Regions from separate parts of the Mus musculus genome. Here region 1 is linked to region 2. Evidence: chromatin contacts called from public HiChIP or PLAC-seq data. All regions are on one chromosome and are shown on one strand. The core of a region is the stretch at or near the end of the contact, and the rest is flanking DNA. Distances in the headings are between cores, read along the strand shown. Region 1 holds the start of Arhgap10 (Rho GTPase activating protein 10). Region 2 holds the start of Mcm5 (minichromosome maintenance complex component 5).

Evidence for each region. HiChIP or PLAC-seq counts read pairs in DNA pulled down with a chosen protein or histone mark.
Region 1: an H3K4me3 HiChIP or PLAC-seq map of forebrain shows a contact between it and region 2, with 12 times the contacts expected there. The contact joins the promoter of Arhgap10 here to the promoter of Mcm5 in region 2. A contact is called at or near these places in 3 of 39 promoter capture datasets (hippocampal neurons, neutrophils and stem cell-derived epiblast-like cells), 3 of 115 datasets of contacts at active chromatin or transcription factors (astrocytes, embryonic stem cells and forebrain) and 1 of 9 other capture datasets (adipose tissue).

What each region holds. Positions count from the first base shown.
Region 1 is chr8:77,516,444-77,519,556 of GRCm38.p6, forward strand. It overlaps Arhgap10 (Rho GTPase activating protein 10), which reads right to left and starts at 1,464. Exons shown (of 23, transcript NM_030113.2): 1 at 1,187-1,464. The coding sequence starts at 1,340. 0610038B21Rik (RIKEN cDNA 0610038B21 gene) reads left to right here and starts at 613. Exons shown (of 1, transcript NR_028125.1): 1 at 613-2,135.
Region 2 is chr8:75,108,255-75,111,241 of GRCm38.p6, forward strand. It overlaps Mcm5 (minichromosome maintenance complex component 5), which reads left to right and starts at 1,255. Exons shown (of 17, transcript NM_008566.3): 1 at 1,255-1,367; 2 at 1,446-1,620; 3 at 1,836-1,962; 4 at 2,046-2,174. The coding sequence starts at 1,454.

The sequences.
Region 1 (3,113 bases), core at 214-2,713, 2.4 Mb after region 2:
ATATTAACTAGGCCAGGCACTTGATTGGGTGGATGAGAATGTACACTCAGTACGTTTTAATCTTCCTGGACACAAAACGGTGGGGTGAAAATGTACCTGGGGTGTTTTTTCCAGGGGTGCTGTCTACAAACAAATGGAATAAACGCCCAGAGATGGAGAGTATTGAGCCAGGGAACCTAACCAACCCAAGAGGATAGGTAGAGCACCTATGCTTGGCTCCTGCACTATCAGGCCTTTTAAGGAGGGAAAGGGGTGTTCGCAATAACTCAAGGAATGAATTCAGGGTTCCAGGGTGGCCTGGATGCCAGCACCTGGTCCTGGAGAACGCCCATTTATAGAACATTACAACCGTTTCTGCACAAATTTCAACCAGCCTCTACTCCTAAGACTCACTACAGCTTCGATACACCTCTCTTTCTGTTGTCTTCAGAGGTGGCTTGAGGGTGTGTTAGCTTGCTTGTTTGAATACAGATGGAACTGAGGTGGCCAGCTTCGAGCATGAAGAGTAGAATTTCCTACTCACAGGCACTTCTCGCAGGCCAGAACCTGGAGCAGTCTGCCCACTGACCCTTTCAACCCCTAATCTTTGAACCCGCCTCAGCACAAGACAGAGGAATGTGCAGAAGGCAGCACAAAGCCAGGTAGACTTTCTGGTTTAGCTCACGAGGGACGTAGGTCGGTGCTGTCGCGCAAGGCAGAAAGGGGATACATAAGAGGTGTAACTTAAAGGACTTTTGACGATATCAACTACAGGCAGAGTCCCAAAGCATTTCCAAAAAAAATTACTTGGAAATGTTAGGAGACAAAACTATCAAACTGATTGATGTCTCTATTTTGCGGGAGACTGGAAGCAGCGTTAGGGCGCAGTAAAACCTGACTCCGGAGCAGAGCCTCCATTCGCTCCGGCCGGCGCCAAAGCGTGCTCAGCTGGGCCAGGCGGGAGCCCCGGGGCAGCTCCCACGCACAGCTCCTCGCTCCCGCGCCACCGAGGGCCAGGATCGGGGAAAGGAACGCGCCCGAACCTCCTGGGAGAGGAATGCCCTGGAGCTTATCTTATCCCCTAAGGAATCGCCTATTCCTCCAGCCCGGTCTTAGGAGCACTGAGCCATCCCACTTGGCCGGGGAAGACGATCCTCCCGCCTTCCTCGCCACGCCGCAGCCCGAACGCGAACAGGACCCCGCTTACTTTTGGTGGCAGAGATGAGGTTCTTGCCGTCTTTGATGAGCTCTTTGATGAACTTGTTGGTCCTCTCGAGCTCCGCTTCGTGCGCGCGGATCCTCTCCCGGAACCACGGGCTGTCGAGGTAGCAGTCGCTAAACTCCAGGGGCTGCAGCCCCATGACTGCGGCGGTGCGCGCGGGCGCAGGCCGAGCTGGGCTCCCAGGCGGCGGCAGCGAGCGGCTAGCAGGGCTGAGCGCGCGGCGAGCGCAGCACGGTCATGTCCAGCCCAGCCCAGCGACCCTGGAGAGTACGCGGCGCAGCTCCCCAATCCCGGCAGCCCCCGGCAGCAGCAGAGGCCGCCGCCCGGCCCCGCCCCGCCTCGGGCGCGCCCGCCCCGCCCCGCCCCCGCCCGCACGCCCCTGCTCTCCCGCCCGGGCGCCTTCGGCTCTCCTCCTCCCTGCCCTTCCCCGAACGCCTCTTCCTTCTCTTCCCCACGCGCAGTCGCCCCTCCTCTTCCTTCCGAGGCAGCGGCGATGGAGAACGTAGTCTGTGCCCTCCACCCCCGGACGCCTGCACCTCCCCGATCTCGGCTCACAAGGTCCAGGTGACTCAGGCTGGTCCCCGAAGTGGACGCCTGACCGAACGGGATGGTGGGTTTGTAATAGCAGGCCTCGGTCCCCGAGATCAGACGACTTAAAAGTCGGGGCGGGTGGAAATGATTGACTCATTTTATCTGTGTACCGAAGGAAGGGTGCTTCGCTGTGCAAGGGCTCGCACGCCGGGTGCTCTCTCTCCTTGTCTAATCAGCTGCCTTCGCGGGAATGCTTAACGTCTCCAACTCAGCGTGGACTCTACAGATTCTAGAACATTTTTCTTCGTGTCCATACTGAATGGCTTAGGACAAGGGAGCGTGTGGCTAAACCGCGTTGACCCTGCTTGTGTTCTATTCTGGAGATTAAATTTACACGGGTAGGAGAGGCGATCTGCTAAAAATAGCCCGCCGAAAGTAAATGCCAGACTTTTTGTGGTTTTTCACCATGGGAGGCTGCGTGGACAAGTGTGAATTCGTGTCAGTGCGCCCACAAAACTCCTTTCCTATTCCATGCGTTCTAAAGCAGAACTCAATACCTTCCTCAAATGTATACAGCAAATCTTACACTGGAGACACTTTATCAACTAGCAATTTTTAAGCAATTAACATGTGCCAGGTGCACACATGGCATACATTTTTCACAAACTCACAACACATGTTTACATGTAAAGGTTTAATGATGGTAATAGTACCAGGAAACTTCAAAGTGATTCTTTAAAAACGTTCCGACTGAGTGCAGTAATTAAGAGTTTGTTTGGCCCGTGAGCTGTAGGAGGAGTCTTAACCCTCTGGGAAGCATCTAAATATGCCTACTCTATAAACTCTGTTAAATAACAGCACCATTTGAGTGCCACAGATGAGGCCACTTTAATGTCCATCCTCAGACTTCAAAAGACTTTTACCAATAACTCCTAGGCAGTTTGAAAGGTTCATTTCCTACTAAAATCAGCAAGGAGTCTACCGAGGAAAGAAAGAGGCAAGGGGGAGGGAAAAACTGGAGACTGAATTAGGGCCTGGCAAAAGAGCGAAACACACTCCAGGCTCTGCAGAAACAAAACCCTAAACCCAGGCAGGAATATGGTCTGAGGCTGCAGTAATCCTCGATCCCATAAGCTGAGGCAAGAGGATAGAGAGTTTAAGGCCAACCTGGACTACCTGGTATGAGGCCAGGCAGGGCTACATAGCAAGATCCTGTCTCACAAACAAAGCTGGGGGTGGGGGTGGGAGTGGGGGAGTATTGGCTTGAATAAGAATGATTCCCACACAGGATTGGGCTTCTCTGTTTGAATGTTAGGTCCCTAGTGTGGAACTGTTGGGTGGGGGGGAGGGAGGGGTAGGTGGCATGGCTTTACTGGAAAAG
Region 2 (2,987 bases), core at 5-2,504:
GGTCAAGAAGCAAATAAAGCAATCTAAAATAAAATGTGTTAAACCTGTCTTGGCACACAGGGATTACCATGAAATGCTGAGAAAACCAAGTCTTAGATTCACCTGGTATTTTTTTTTAATTGCAAAAATGCTCAAACTTTATTCTCTGTAAATATATGTTTGAATGGTTGCTGCAGCAATAGGTTTCCACTTGTTCGTGTGGATGGGAGGAACTCAAAGGAAAATCTACACTAAGGTTGCTATGCTAAATCTGCCTCCCCCCCCCCCCAAGATTTCCATTTGGAATTTGGCCATGAATTTTGCATGGTTTAAGCATTGCCAAGGAATTAAAAAAGTTCTACAGTCATCATAATTATTCGTCTGAATCTGAATGAAAGAAAACATCCCTGGCTTCCTGGGCTTTGGTACTATCTGAGTAGGGGAAGGTGAGCCACCTGGTCCCAAAGCTGCGGAGACAGCACTCTGGCACCTCCTGCCGGGCTGGAGCAAGAGTACACCTCAGGCATACTGCTTTCTCACAGCAGCTCTGAAAGGGGTGGTTTTCTCATATACTTATTTTAAAGGCAGGGTTTCTTCAGCCTCCCTAGTGCTAGCAGATATGGGGGAGGGCTGATAAGTCTACTTTTTATTTATGTGTCTGTATCCAATTGCTCAGTCATTGCTCCAGTCCGTTTCCTTTTACTTAAAAAAAAAGTGTACTTATGTACAGATACATATATCTTTCTCTCTCTACATCTAACATGTACGTGGCCCATAGAGGCCAGGAGAGGACATTGGGTTCTCTGGAGCAGGAGTCACAGGCAGTTCTGAGCCCCTGACTAGGGTACTGAGAACAGAGACTGGGTCTTCTAAAAGTACAGCAAACGCTATTGACCACCGATCCATCTCTCAAGTCCCACCTTTTTACTTGGGAAAGGGGCTCCCTAAGTCACCCAGGCTGGCCTTGAACTTGCGATCCTCCTGCTTAGACTTTACGAGGAGCGGGGCTGACAGACCTGCGCCACTGGGCTAGGTTTTCTCCGAAGGCCTAAGGTTTAAACGCTCACAAAGCTCCCGAGCCTCTCCGCCATCTTTGCTCGGTTAGCTGCTAGCGCCAAGAACTTTCGCGCCAAAACGTCCAGCCTCACAAAATGGAGACCGGAAAGAGTTGACTCGTGACGTCACCAAGACGCCACAGCCAATCATCTTGGGAACCAGGCCTTGGAGGCGGGACTCAACCGGCGCAGAGCAGTCCAATAGCTATCCGCGGCGCTGAACGAACCAATAGGAGCGCAGAGACCGCGGTGGACAAACGCGGAGGCTGGTTTTTCCCGCGAAAGTCGGCTTCCTCTAGGAGGGCTGAGGTTCGTGTGGCGCGCCGCTGTGAGGTGAGGGAATTGCGGGACCCCGTCTAGGGAAGCTCCCGCCGCCCCGGGGTGCTCAGCTCTCTGTCTCCCTTGACCCAGGTACAGTCATGTCGGGCTTCGACGACCCGGGCATTTTCTACAGCGACAGCTTCGGTGGCGACCCCGGTGCGGAAGAGGGCCAGGCCCGCAAGTCGCAACTGCAGAGGCGATTCAAGGAGTTCCTGAGACAGTACCGAGTGGGCACCGATCGCACGGGCTTCACCTTCAAGTACAGGTGCGACAGTGTCCGTGAACCATTCTTACGGGGGACGCCTTTTCTTGACAGTCCCTCTTCAGGCCTAAATTTAGGATAGAGTGGTCTACAATTAGGTGTCTTTTGAGAGAGGTGGGGGCATTGGTGCCTGTGAGGACCGGGGTGCACAGGCACTGCTGCTGACGGTCCCTCAATGCACCCTTCCTGTCCCTCTGCCCCTTTGTTGACCACTAAAGAGATGAACTCAAGCGGCATTACAACCTGGGTGAATACTGGATCGAGGTGGAGATGGAGGACCTGGCCAGTTTTGACGAGGAACTGGCTGACCACTTGCATAAACAGCCGGCCGAGCACTTACAGCTGGTGAGTAGCACCCATTTCAGAGCCTCCTAAACCCGGGCCCTGCCCCATCATCACCAGCAGCTTATGCCTTTCCTCTTCTTCAGCTTGAGGAAGCTGCCAAGGAGGTGGCAGATGAGGTGACCCGGCCCCGGCCAGCTGGAGATGAGCTGCTCCAAGACATCCAGGTCATGCTCAAGTCAGATGCCAGCCCGTCGAGCATTCGGATTCTGAAGGTAGGAGTTTATTGAATGGCTAGTCAGGGTGGCATGGCCGCTGTGTGGTGCAGAAGGCGTCTGAGACAGGTAGCTTGGAGCACCAGATGTGTGACCCTGACCAAGACATTTGACTTAACTTAGTCTTTATCCTGTGTAAAATTACCTCAATGGGGTTGATGTCTTAAAGGGAAGGCAGAGTTGAGTCTTGCAGAACAACAGTGAGTTCCTATCCATCAGGGAGACTAAAAAAATAGTAAATGCCATCCATAACTGGGAGGCAGAAGTAGAAGCCTGGTGTACATGAGACCCTGTCTCGAAAAGAAAAGAACGTGGGGACAATGTGGCTATTGCTGAGAGGGTAGAGAGTTGAGGAAGAATACTTTAGAGGAAGTGTTGTTGGAGCTGAAATTGATTGATGTGTAGCCAGTCGGGTCAAAACCTTGAAGAGTGTTCCACCAGACTCAGTCTAATGAAGGATTGCAACAGGGAAACCAATGGAAATCATCTCGTAGGTGTCCTCTGGTACAAGTCATTCCTTGATTTAAGCCTGAATCATAATTAAGGCTTAAGCCCTTTAGTTTTGTTTCGTTGTTTTGTTTTTTTCCGAGACAGGGTTTCTCTGTATAGCCCTGGCTGTCCTGGAACTCACTCTGTAGACCAGGCCGGCATTGAATTCAGAAATCCGCCTGCCTCTGCCTCCCGAGTGCTGGGATTAATTGTCCTACATTCTTATCACTGGCATGCTTGTGGCCCTTTCATAGTTTAAGAGTCTTGTGCATGTGTGTGTTCTCTAATCTAGCCCAAGATGCCCCGAGTTGGAGAAATGGTAGG